3 separate regions of the Mus musculus genome follow, and all the other regions are linked to region 2. The links are chromatin contacts, called in public HiChIP or PLAC-seq maps. All regions are on one chromosome and are shown on one strand. Each heading gives the region's core, a stretch centred on a gene start, on an enhancer-like site or on the middle of the called end of the contact. The rest is flanking DNA. Distances are from core to core; before and after follow the strand shown. Region 1 has its middle 14 kb from the start of 4930503O07Rik. Region 2 overlaps Gm31870 (a long non-coding RNA gene). Region 3 has its middle 61 kb from the start of 4930503O07Rik.

The links. HiChIP or PLAC-seq counts read pairs in DNA pulled down with a chosen protein or histone mark.
Region 1: a contact with region 2 is called in an H3K4me3 HiChIP or PLAC-seq map of embryonic hindbrain, with 10 times the contacts expected there. The contact joins two enhancer-like sites. A contact is called at or near these places in 1 of 39 promoter capture datasets (the 3T3-L1 cell line), 19 of 484 Hi-C or Micro-C datasets (the AML12 cell line, ECoMG-derived neutrophils, cochlea and 15 more), 5 of 115 datasets of contacts at active chromatin or transcription factors (embryonic basal ganglia, embryonic forebrain, embryonic hindbrain and 2 more) and 1 of 9 other capture datasets (embryonic stem cells).
Region 3: an H3K4me3 HiChIP or PLAC-seq map of forebrain shows a contact between it and region 2, with 5 times the contacts expected there. The contact joins two enhancer-like sites. A contact is called at or near these places in 6 of 484 Hi-C or Micro-C datasets (cerebellum, cortical neurons and uterus) and 4 of 115 datasets of contacts at active chromatin or transcription factors (differentiating embryonic stem cells, embryonic basal ganglia, embryonic forebrain and 1 more).

Annotation. Positions count from the first base shown.
Region 1 is chr1:194,206,516-194,210,503 of GRCm38.p6, forward strand. No RefSeq gene overlaps it. Among named protein-coding and RNA genes, the nearest start is that of 4930503O07Rik, 14 kb to the right of the region's middle. Within about 2 kb of position 1,981, at least 24 of the 459 cell types and tissues checked have an H3K27ac peak or open chromatin away from gene starts, as enhancers often do.
Region 2 is chr1:193,701,624-193,705,425 of GRCm38.p6, forward strand. Gm31870 (a long non-coding RNA gene) reads left to right here. Exons shown (of 4, transcript XR_001779912.1): 3 at 1,334-1,379. Among named protein-coding and RNA genes, the nearest start is that of Gm31870, 48 kb to the left of the region's middle. Within about 2 kb of position 1,653, at least 10 of the 459 cell types and tissues checked have an H3K27ac peak or open chromatin away from gene starts, as enhancers often do. A contact at or near this core is called in forebrain, where this site is marked.
Region 3 is chr1:194,159,286-194,163,445 of GRCm38.p6, forward strand. No RefSeq gene overlaps it. Among named protein-coding and RNA genes, the nearest start is that of 4930503O07Rik, 61 kb to the right of the region's middle. Within about 2 kb of position 1,881, at least 27 of the 459 cell types and tissues checked have an H3K27ac peak or open chromatin away from gene starts, as enhancers often do. A contact at or near this core is called in forebrain, where this site is marked.

The DNA.
Region 1 (3,988 bases), core at 731-3,230, 510 kb after region 2:
AATTTTGAGATTATAGTTTAACATTTTAATGAACAGAAGGATAATTTTGATAATACAGAAAGAACTCATGCAAACCAATATCAAAATAATGATGATGATGATAAGTCATCTGCAAGTCAGGCAGTTCTAGGAAAAGGAAATGCAGCTGGCTGTGAAAATCGTAAGAGGTGCTCAGCTTTACTCAAGGTATAGACAAGTGTGAAGAAAACATAATAAAGACAGAATCTTTATCAAAGTGTCACAGATAAAGTGATGACACTATTGTCCTGCTGAGGACAGTGAAGAGGGACAGTAGAAACTGGAGCCATCTGTGAGTGGACACTGCTGGTGTGTAATGTATTTTGTATACCTGCTAGTCACTGCTGAAAACTCATTACTCTGAAGACAGACTTGCACATGAGAACAAAGATGTATACACAGGGAAGTTCAGTGAAGAATGTTTGTGATGGAGAATGGTAGCCTGTGTTTGTCAGCAAGAAATTACCTACACGGGTTATGAGGCATCCACACAGTATCATGTGGCTGCACACAAGAACAAGGTTCATAAGAAGTTCATAAAGTACAAAGTAAGAATAAAAAGCAGAGTGGTCTTTTGAATGCACTTTTCATGTGTGCAATAGTAGCTGATATATCCATGCTCATACAACTCATATGCTTCTTATGTATGCATGGTCTTATCATCACATGTGCTAGACTCTCCTGAAGTGGCCACACGTCCATCACAGCTAAAGAATATAGCTGAGACCAGAGTGGGAAGACTTTGAATATATTTTAACCATTAAATGTTGAATATATCACTTACATATTTCAAGATGATAATTAAAACAAAGATAAAAATTAAAAGGGAATTCACCTCAGCTAAATGCATTTAATGTTCATTTTACTTCAATATTTCTTGATTTTAAAGTGTGCTGGTGATATTTAATAATAAACATTTCTTTTAATTTTATGTAACATTTTTAATTTTCATAAAATTTAACTTTTAAAGAGAACTTTCTGTTTCACATGTCTGGGGCATCTACACATGATCTTGATATTTAAAAACACGAGAATAAATAAAGAGGATCAGACGGAATGTAATACAATGGAAAGAGCAAGGAAGAATGAAAGTGACTCCTCACATCTTCATAAACAGTATTCAAAGGCGGCAGCGTATTCCTAGATGACAGAGACAGGGGCATACAATTATTGGGGGGAAAGGCATAAGATGAGGAAATCGAGATTCACTCAGAACTTTGGCAACAGCTGTTTGCTGAATAGTAAGGGGATGTAAAATAGTGAAAGTTAATTATATGCTTTTTATAGCGATTTGAAGTGGACCGAGTGATCTGATTCCATCACATTACAAACACTGTCGTAATTTTTTTTTTTTTTATCCCTGCAGGGTTGGGCCACTGTAGTTTGCCAGGGGCCCCACGAAACCAGCCTGCGTCTCAGGGCCTATGGCATTTTGCCTTACTACCATTTATATGATTTCATGATCTTGTTGGACATTTCATTCTAAATCAAGTTACCCCTGTGGTTTTGCTTTTGTTTTGGTTCACTTTAGAAGATGAAGTTCCTCTGACTAGCTTAGGGTCACACAGTATAGAAGTGTGGTACTAAGATGGAAAATGGCTTGCTTGCCTCCTTGTCCCTACAGCCCCAGGCTATCTAGCTGCGCCAGCGGTGGCAGCAGCAAAGACTGCTGTTTCCTGAGGATGCAGAGAAGACTGTTCTGCAGATGCGGACGTCAGCGTCTGCCCACAGAGCCAATCATCCTCATGTTAACCCGATAGATTTCTCAAAGGCAATCTCCGTCTAATTGTGTGTTCTGTGTGCGCAGCCTTTTCTTTGGTGTGCGAATGTGAGTGTGTGTAATGATGTTATCTATATGCCGTCGGGGCACCTGCACATTTGCATATTGGGGAAGAACTGAATAAAACATGAGGTGCTTTATTCCAGTGGGATGCATCATCCTCAAAGGATATTTACAAATGTACTCAAGTCCCCCAGAATCAATCAGTCTCTGAATCAACAAAGGTTCTTTGATTCCCAGGGATGTGCCTTACACTAGGATAAACGCTTTCAGGAAACAACAGAGAAGGAAGAGAGCCCCCTCCACACCTGGGAAACATCCCCTTAGAGAAAATAACTGGATTTCCGGCCATCTTTGCCAGTGGCTCCAGAGGACCAATTTCACTGGGCATACCCCCACCCCCTAGGTGCTTCAGATGGAGGGAAAGGAGGAAGAGAAATAGATGTTGAAATTGGTCACCATTACAGGCACTGTGCCTCAGGAGATCATATCCCTCCTCATGTTGAATGAACACTGGTGAGCCAAGAGCACAGAGAGCAGGGACGCTGCTTCTGTGAACCACTGGGCCTAATGCTGGGCCAACCTCTACTCCAGCCTCTGCAAGCTGCAGACAGGATGGGATTGAACTGAATGCTTCCTTCTAACTCACAGGTCACTCAGTGAGCAAGCAGACTGTTTTAATTTCACAGCTCAGGAGCAGAAGTTCGGCTTGTTTACCTGACTGGAAGCTAAGAAGCTAAGAGTCCAGTACTCTTCCCTTCTACTACCCAACAACGGTTTCCTCTCGCTCTTGGGCTGAGACTGAAACTGTTAAGATAATGGCAAGTCTCCAAATCCTCTCCCAACTCCTTAATTTTTTTTTTCACAAGCGATGCTCCACGCATTTCGTTTTCCTCCTGCTCCTATCTTTACCGAGAGCAGGCTTTGCCCATTGGAAATACTCTGGAATGCATTCTTCTGGAATGCTCTTCCCCAGGCTTTTGCTCTATTGACCCATTGTCATCATTCAGATTTTAATGCAGCTATTAGCCCAAGAGCAAGAGGAAGCCATTGTTGGGTAGTAGAAGGGAAGAGTACTGGACTCTTAGCTTCTTAGCTTCCAGTCAGGTAAACAAGCCGAACTTCTGCTCCTGAGCTGTGAAATTAAATTCAGAGAGACTCTTCCTACCCAGCAGATACGGTCTCTAGTCTCTACCTGTCCTATTCCCTGTGCTATGTGACGCTGAGTTCTTTGCTTAGTCCTTGCTGTGTAATTACCTGATACATTTGTTTTTGTGTTCAGTCACCCCCAGACAGGATGTAAGAGCTCGGTGAAAGCAGCAGCCTGCCTGTTGCCTTGTTTATTGCTGTTTATGCAGTTCCACAGACAGCATGCTGCAAGTATTTAACTAATATTTATTGAATGACTGAGTAAGAAGCCCAAGGAATGCCGCCCCTGCTTTCTACTGTCTTCTGCATTCTTTTATTGCCACATTAGTTTTTGAAGATGACACCCAAGATTCCCCTTGCCTCCCCCTCTCATTAGACCAGGGGCTTACCTTGCCCCAGGGAAGAGTAAAATTATTGCAACACTAATGTAAAGAGAGAAAAATAACAGTAAGTTCTGATTTTTAAAATTTTAAATCCATTTAAATTATGGCCTCTGGTTCATAAGGCCCAGGCCATATCAGAGATTAAGAGTTCGTATCAGAGATTAAGTCCTTCAGGAATCTTGGCGTAATGAGAAAGTCATAAGCAAGTGACTGAAGAACAAGAGAAGGATTGCTCCATCCAAGTCTAGAGAAGAGGGAAGATGGAGATCATGGTGGCAGAAGCAGGTGGGAATGGAAGCAAAAGGGAGCCAGGAAGATAGGGAGATACTACAAACTCATATGCAGAAAATAGAAATTTCTTTCATTGTGCTCTTAATTTAAACCTCAAGTATTGTTTATTTCCACCTGACCTGATCTTGGAGGACAGTTGATTCAGAGTTCAGTTGCAACTAGTGTACATTCTGAAGAAGCTAGTAATTTCAGACTAGAGAGAAGTCAGCCTTACCTGTGCAGGTAAAAGTAGGCAGCTTGGGAGGGACATCCCAGTTTGATGTGGACTCATACTGAGAAAAGAGAGGTGGGAGGTCTAGTTGGATCTGAAATCAACATCCATATTCCCAGAAGAGAAACAGAAGGCAGCATGTGGCATTTCCTGGGG
Region 2 (3,802 bases), core at 403-2,902:
TACATTCAGAGTCCCCTCCCAGTGCTTATGGCCAGGAAGACCCTTTAACTCCATGGCAAAAGAGAAAGAGGAAAAAGAATTAAAGAGGGAGAGGAGAGAAAAGGCTTGAGAAAAGCAATATCCAGTTTCAGCATTTTGTTCCAGGCCACGGGTACAGTTTGTGTGTTCTGTACATGTCTGCTTCCTTGTGGGAGTTTCATAAATTGATGATGATAACAGCGTATTTCTTTTAAGTCCTTAGACATTCAGTCTTTATTGCTTTCTGAAGTCTGCTTGGGGCACAGATGAAATGAGGCTGTGGAGATTTTGCTGTCTGCTCTGCGAGCTTCCTTGCAGAATTTGCACTCACTAGGCACCTTGTGTTCTGAGGTAGTAGGTCATGCTGCCGGAAGCACCTGAGGCTAGCACTGGGAGGTTCAGGACATATGGTTCCAGGGAGACAGACAGAACAGGCTCACCTTAGTGCCAGACACAGGGAACTGGACTAAAGTTCATTTCAGGGGTTTTTGGGGGGGGGGGCATTCACAGTTTCAGAAAATCTCCACTGACACTTAGAATTGTCTTCGAAAATTATACAAAATTAATTTCCTTCCCAGCTCTACAGTTAAGTGTAAGTAACACAAATAGCAGGGTTTTGAATGTAAGAGTCATAACTTTCACCTGATCTGTTTAATTACTGTCACACAATGGATCACCCCAGCCCCACTTGTTAGCTGAGAAGTAGTCCCAACATCAGTGTGCTGATGGACACTTCCTCTCTGAGCTAACGCATGGTGGGCCTTAACGCTGATTTCACGAAATAGAAATGTGTGTATTTTGGAGTTCTCATCAGAAAACAATGAATTCTGCAGTATATCATTACCTGCCTACGGAAGACAGGCACTGAACTCCATCCATGCTGGGTGAAAATCCTTTACTATTAAAAGGAACCAGCTCTTTTCAGCCTGAGTTCTAACACCAGGAGGCAAATGAAAATAATCTCAGACAAGTGGGTTTTCAGTTCATCTCGCCAGCCTCAACCCACCAAATTACTAGCCCAGTCCTCACTCACATCCTCACACACTCCTCTTCCTGGAGGGTGACTTGGGATGTGCTGGTTTTGCACAAAGAGCCAGATAGTCTGATTCTTTTTAGTATGAACAGTCTAGACTCCCACAGGGTGTGCCAATCACAGCAAAGCTGTGCCTGTGATTCAAGCCCAACAGCCTTGGCCTTTCAGCTGTCACAGCGTCAGGTCCCAAGGAGCCTGAACTGGGGGCATGCCTGTCGCTTGTTGAGTACCTTAAAATACTGCCCTGTCTCAGAGGCTCATGTGCGCTGTTTTCATTTACAGGGGATGCAAGGGGGCCGTTAGGACAAGACTCTGCGTGCATGGCTCGGTGAGTTCAAGTCCGATCATGCATGCAAAAAAGCCCCCTCCCAACATGCTGGAGACACTGGGCTTGCATGATTAGCAAAGCCATTATGAATCCTCCGAAAGGCAGGCATTTCAGCCGTGTGCTTGCACACGGCGCAAGCTGGGATTGAAATAGGGAATGAACTGGAGATTTACTGATTTTATTATCAGAATGAACGCACAGAGACAGGGGACTGTTTACTACCATGGTTAATATCTTATTTTGAATTCCCGGTCGCAGTGTGCGCCACCTAGTGGCAGGAGAGCAAATATGCAAGTCCCTTAAGTGTCAGTAAATGGAGATTAGGGTGATTGGCCTTGAGTCCCAGGTAACAAGTGGGCAAGAGTTGGTTAATACACCCTTGCCAGGCCATTGACCTGATCTCAGGCCCTATCTCAACCCACACTGGCAGTGCTCCCGTGAAAATCATGGGCTCAGTGGGCCACACTGACTTTAAGAATAACAGAGACAACCTGGGTAGTGATTTGATAGTTGTAATCAGAATGCTAGATTGTTCTCCCTGCTTCCTTTCTGGCCCTGATTACTAAACACCAGAGAGTGGAGGAGAGAGAAAGATGCCTAGGCTACAAACATCCTGACTCTTTGCTGTTCTTGTCTCCCCAGACTGGAGCTCCTTGGAGAGGGCCACCCTGCTGGTCTCTCCCAGGCCTCAGTCCCCCATAAACTTAGCTGTGGCCTATTACTCTCCCTCTCTTCTCTGCTTGATACTCAATGTTGGCTTCTGAGAAATGTTTTAATGATTACTTGTGACCTAGGAAGGAGTGTTTGGTGCTTGTGCCTGGTTCAGGCACAGAGGAACCTTTGAAAAACTTGGCTACTGGGGGCTACCTGGACAGCTTATGATGGTGCAGGTATGGAACCTCCAGCCTCATCCTCCCATGATCCAGTGGGCTGTGCGTACCTGTCAGGTGACATCTTAGAAAGGCTATGGTAAGCAAGTACATTTTCTGGAGATAGCTCACTGTTTTGCATGGCTACAATGGGTGAGCTCTGAGAACGCAGGATTCTTAGAGACTTTGTCCCAGGATTGCTTCTTGCTGCTGATGTGCCTTTCCTGTCACTATTACATAGCCTAATGATTCCTGGGCATCAGCCCACCATATTAGGCAAATTTCCTTCAGATCAACATGAAGATGAACTTTCACGAATTAGTGCATTTTAGATTAACTAATGACTTTATAACATTCCTGATTTGATTCAAATAATTTTAAGAAAAGAGTTTAAGGAGATGATTTTAGTTGTTTTGCCAAAGAGACTTAATAAAAGTTAGAATCAAGCCAGGCCTGGTGGCACATGCCTTTAAATCCCAGCATTCGGGAGGCAGAGGCAGGCGGATTTCTGAGGTCAAGGCCAGTCTGGTCTACAAAGTGAGTTCCAGGACAGCCAGGGCTATACAGAGAAACCCTGTCTCAGAAAAATAAAAAGTTAGAATCAAGATTAGAATGTGCCCCCTCCTCACAGAATAGAAAGTAAAGGCTGCATAATAAGGAATATAATGAGCTTTCACAATTACACTAAAAGGGGAAATAATAGTCTTGGGACAGATTTGTGATCAAGGAAAAATCATTCATTCTAGGTCAGGTCCAAGGATGAGGCTACAGGTGTGCACTATGAAAAAGCAAGGTCATGTGAAACTGTTGCTTTGAACTTATAATGAGCTTATAGAATGAAACACTGCTTTGAGCTTACTATCCACATCTTTCTGTAACTCCCCTTTTGTGTAACATTTCATCTATAAGGTAAGTTTATAAGGAACTTTTGTCTAAAAAGGTATACGAAGGCTGAAAATAAATAAAGTGTGGCATTCGGAACTCAGCCCTATCCACCAAATGTATATGTCTGTATTTACATACATATCTGTGTAGTTATATGTGTATGTATGTAAGTATGCATGAACATTTGTGGAATTGTTGAGACAGGTGTTGGGCCTGACCCGTGTGTATGTGTGTGTGTGTGTGTGTGTGTGTGTGTGTCTATGTGTGTGCTGAATCCTCCCTTTCTTCCTCTTCTTTTCTCTCTGGCTCACAATGAGTTAATGAACTTCAAGCCTCTCTTCTGGCCCTGGGGCCCTTGAGCTACAGAGAAACTAAGCCTTTTTTCTAATCCCCCTGCTGCTATCAGCTTGAGTCAAATTACCAGAAGTAAGCAGCTTTTAGCCACAGAATAGCAAGAAAGAGTTAAATCTCCAGAGGCCATCAGCTTCTGACCCCCAGAACAGTAAGAGAGAGGTACAAGGCCAGAGATCACCAGCCTTTGGCCTTCATCTGACACTGTGTCTCACCTCAGTACCTGTACTTAAAGGCCAGGGCTGGTCTCTGGGCATTTAACCAGATCTCCATGGAAACCTCAGACACGGTCAGCCTGACTAGGCTACTGAACTGTTG
Region 3 (4,160 bases), core at 631-3,130, 460 kb after region 2:
TCCCCTGTTCCAGACAGTAGATGCCAATGAACCGCCTCCCCCATCATGTTGATATCATCTTTGTTTATTTTTTTAAGTGCCTCCTTTACAAAGCTCACATGAAGTTAATGAGAGAGACCTCAGCTTCTTCTCATGGCCTGGGCTCTGCTCATAGGCTCACTGGCTCAGACATACTGGAGAACTTTCTTCTGTGCTATTTTCAAAATATTCCCTTAAAAGGCAATCTCATATGTATTACAGTATCAATGGTTTGTCTGTTACTGCCAGGGCATGTGAAGACTATTGTACGTCTTTTGATCCACCCTTAATTCTTGTCTTCAAGTTAGAACCTAAACAATATAAAGTTTTCCATATTTTTCCTAACTCAAAAAAAATGTCCTTTAGAAAACTGATGAAGATGACAAGAAGTGTTACATAAAATTATGCACATCAGTTTTCAGGGCCATGTAGTTACAAAGATACTAGCAGCATCTCTAGAGGATGGATGTGATGGAATAATAAAGTTCAGGATCCTTCCCTGCAGGACACAGCCTTTCAGATGCCTAAGGCAGATCTCGACAAGACCATCCCTGGAGACCCCTGAGAGGGACCCAGCACAGCACTCTGTGGCCTCTTTCTTTCCCAGTGTCTGTCATTCCAAACCATGCCAAGATGCTGAGATGGACAGAAGGCTCCTACCAGCTCTACTAAAGAGTAAGCTCTCTTCATTCCATTTTTCATTGGGAATGCTGTGTCTTTGAGATCAATCACTCCTAAGACTTACTTGGCTGAGAGTTCTACATATACATCTATGTTTGGGAACATTAACTAGGCAGGAATCTCCTTTTGTCTGGTTCATCAGCTGGTATTTCAATGTCCAGAACTCCATTATATGACTGTATATCTTTTCTACAATCAATCAATCCATTAGTTAATCAACTAATTAGTCAGTCGGTTAGTTAGTCAGTCAGTTAGACAAAATAGTATGTGTCTTGTGTTTTGTCTTTTTGAGCAAAACTAGAGTGAGAAAATATTCTTACTCCAAATCTCTGAGTATTTCTTTTTATTCACTTTTTCCTCTTTAAATTTTCTGGTTCTATTTTCATTTATTTGTATTTTTTTTCATTTTTTGATATTTAATCTCCCACACCCAATTTTTATCTTTCTTTCTAATAACAGAAACTGAGTCATCTCAAGTAGCGTCTCCATGGTTTCCTGATGTTTCTATCTATATTCACAAAATTTCAGAATTAGAAATCTTGGAAAGATAATATATAAGTTGAAAATCCTCCAATTTTTAATAACAAGTCTTCTTTGTGTGAACTTAGGAAGAACATTTAACTTCTCTGATTCTCCATCTGTCAAATGAAAGTAATATTAAAAATATAAAGTGAAATACTCATAACACAAATACGTTAAGAATAATAAATGCTTGTGGGAGCTCAAAACCCATTGGGAGCTCCTCTCTAAATGTTGGCTGTTCCTGCTCCTGATCTTCCTGTCAGCCTTGCTCTGCCTGACGAGCTGGTGCTTGGACTTGCTTTTGAATCCTGGTCTGCACCAGACGCTGCATTTCTGGAAGAATGGCCAGAATGAGCTTCACTGTTTGCACGCAAGCTATCATTCCTGCTTTACAGCACACTGAATGCCTAGCCTCTGAAAAGCCCTCTTTCCTAGGATAGCCATTTGGTGGTTTTTCTTTCTTTTTTCCTGAGCACCTGCTCAAGCAGAACGTGTGATTTACTGCTGGTCGTGAAGGTGAAAGAGATTTTTGACAAGCAGAGAAATGGAAAAAGTCTGAGCTTTGTTCATTAACATGCGATCCTCTTTGTGTGGGCATAGGGGGAGGAGGTAAAGGAGGGGGTTGGACATATGAGTTACAAACTTGAAGCCTAATTTGCTTATGAAGACAGATCTGCGTCTGGCAGAAACACATGGCACTCCAGTCCTTGGGCCCAGAGTTTGGGAAGCCTGATGCATTTAATTGGTAAATCATCTGTCTTTCATTGTCCCCCACCAGCATTATCTGTGAGGCAGCTGCCCACCTTGGCTGATTAAATGATTTAACAGGATGGCCTTCTGTCTCTCCTGCCAGGGCACTCAGAGTCCAAATGAGTGTTGATGGTCCTTTCCACCCGGCTGTGGGTGAGAGCAGATTTTCTCACTGTAAGACTTAGAGTTATGTCTTCTCAATGCCTCTCAATGGAAAGTATTTGCCCCCCCCCCCGCCCCCGTACCCACTTGCTAATAGTTTTTGTTTGTCTACAGGATCCATTGTGTAAGCAGATGTCATACAGGCAGTTGGGATGCCGTGACATATTGTGGATAAACTAGCCATCACAGGCCACTTGGTTACCTTTTCTAGACCGGCAATAATCTTCCAAGTGGCTGGCAAAATTCTATTTTCCCCTTTGAGAACTGTGAGGAGAATGCCATTTATGCTGTAGTCAACATGCTTCCAGGGAACAGATTTTGTGGTAAATCTTTTCACTAGTTGGTATGGATGACAGTTTGGGTCACAAGCTACATCCTGAGGAACCAGCTGGTGCACAGATAACCAACTCCATGTGAAATAATTGGGAGCTACAGCAAGGTGTTGGAAACACTTGGGCTTGAAGTCTTACCCTGTTGTGCTGTCTGATCCTGCTCCCCAGTATACTTCTCCCTCCTTTCTTCCTTCTCTCTTACCTTCTTAATCTTTTCTTTTTAATAGTTCTTTCTAAACCCTAAACACAGACACTTGTTGGCATGCATGCACATGAGAGAGACCTTCTTCCAGTTCTGTACTAATGTGGAATTGTCAGGTTGCCAGGACATAGTCATGAATTTTACTAGATATGGCCAAATTTGATCTTCAAAATACCTGTAACAATTTGTATTTTCACCAGCAGTATTTCAGAGTTCTTATTTTTCCTCTTTCTTACTGCCATTTGGTACCCTCTAACTTAAAGACCTCTGCTAGTTGGGTGGTGGTAAAGAATATGTCATAGTAGTGTTACTTGAATCATTCTGACTACAGGCATGTAGGCAGAGTTCATTCCCACATTCATTTTACCTCGAATTTCATCTCAGAATTGTTATTTTGCATCTTCCATTTATTTTTCCATTTGTTTCTATAAATTGATTTGCAAGAGTTTCCTTATAGTTGAATGTCAGTGTTTTGCTTGCTACATGTGCGATAATGCTTCATTTTGTGGAGTATCTTAATTTTGTTTATGGTGTCTCTGGTTGCACAGAAATTTCTTATCTTGAAGATTTCTGTTTTTGTTGATATAGTTACAATGGTGTCCTATTGTGACATTTTGCTGTTTCTTTTGTATTAGACATAACTAGTTTTTAAAGGATTTGCTCACATTTAGATCTTTAAGATATTTGCAGTTTGTTTTGTGCTTTGATTATAAAAGTAATTTAATTTTATTTTACTCTCCATGTACATGAAAAGACAAAGATGTTGGCATCATTTTAATCCCAGCTGGCCTTGTATGCCTTTTTAATCAGATGTGAAGGCCTCTAAGATGCTTAGATTTTTCTCAACCATCCTCATTGTTTCCACCTCTTTGACCTTCATGGCACAGTGCCCTCACTGCACTTTCTAACTTTCTTTAACAATGGATTTAGCATTGTTTTTAGTTTATTTTAAAGGAACTAATTTATTTTTATTTCATGTGTATGAGTGATTTGCTTGCATTTTATCTATGTTCACTGCATGCATCAAAGTCCTGAGATTGAAGTTACAGACAGTAAGCCAACATGTGGGTGCTAGAATCAAACATTGGTCCTCTAGATGAGTAGCTAATGTTTTTAACATCTGAGCTATCTCTCCAGACCCCGATATGTGATACCTTATTGTGTGTTTGGTGGTATACATCTGTAATTCTAGGAAGCAGGACAATGAGACAGGAAGAACAAGTGTTCTAGGCTAACCTCAATTATATAGAAAGTTCAGTGCTGGGAGCGAGGAGAGGAAGATAGAAGGGGGGAGGGAGGGAGCAAAGAATGGAGGTAGGAAGGAGAGAGAGAAAGAGAGAGGGGAGGTGTGGAGGAAGAATGTCTCTTAGGACAAGTCTACATTTGCACTTTTGGTTTTACCTGTCTCCTGCCTCTTTTAAATCTTGTTTCTTTTTAATGGCACTTTCCTACAGTTCTTGACATTGTCTTTGCATTTCTAAACGATAAGGATA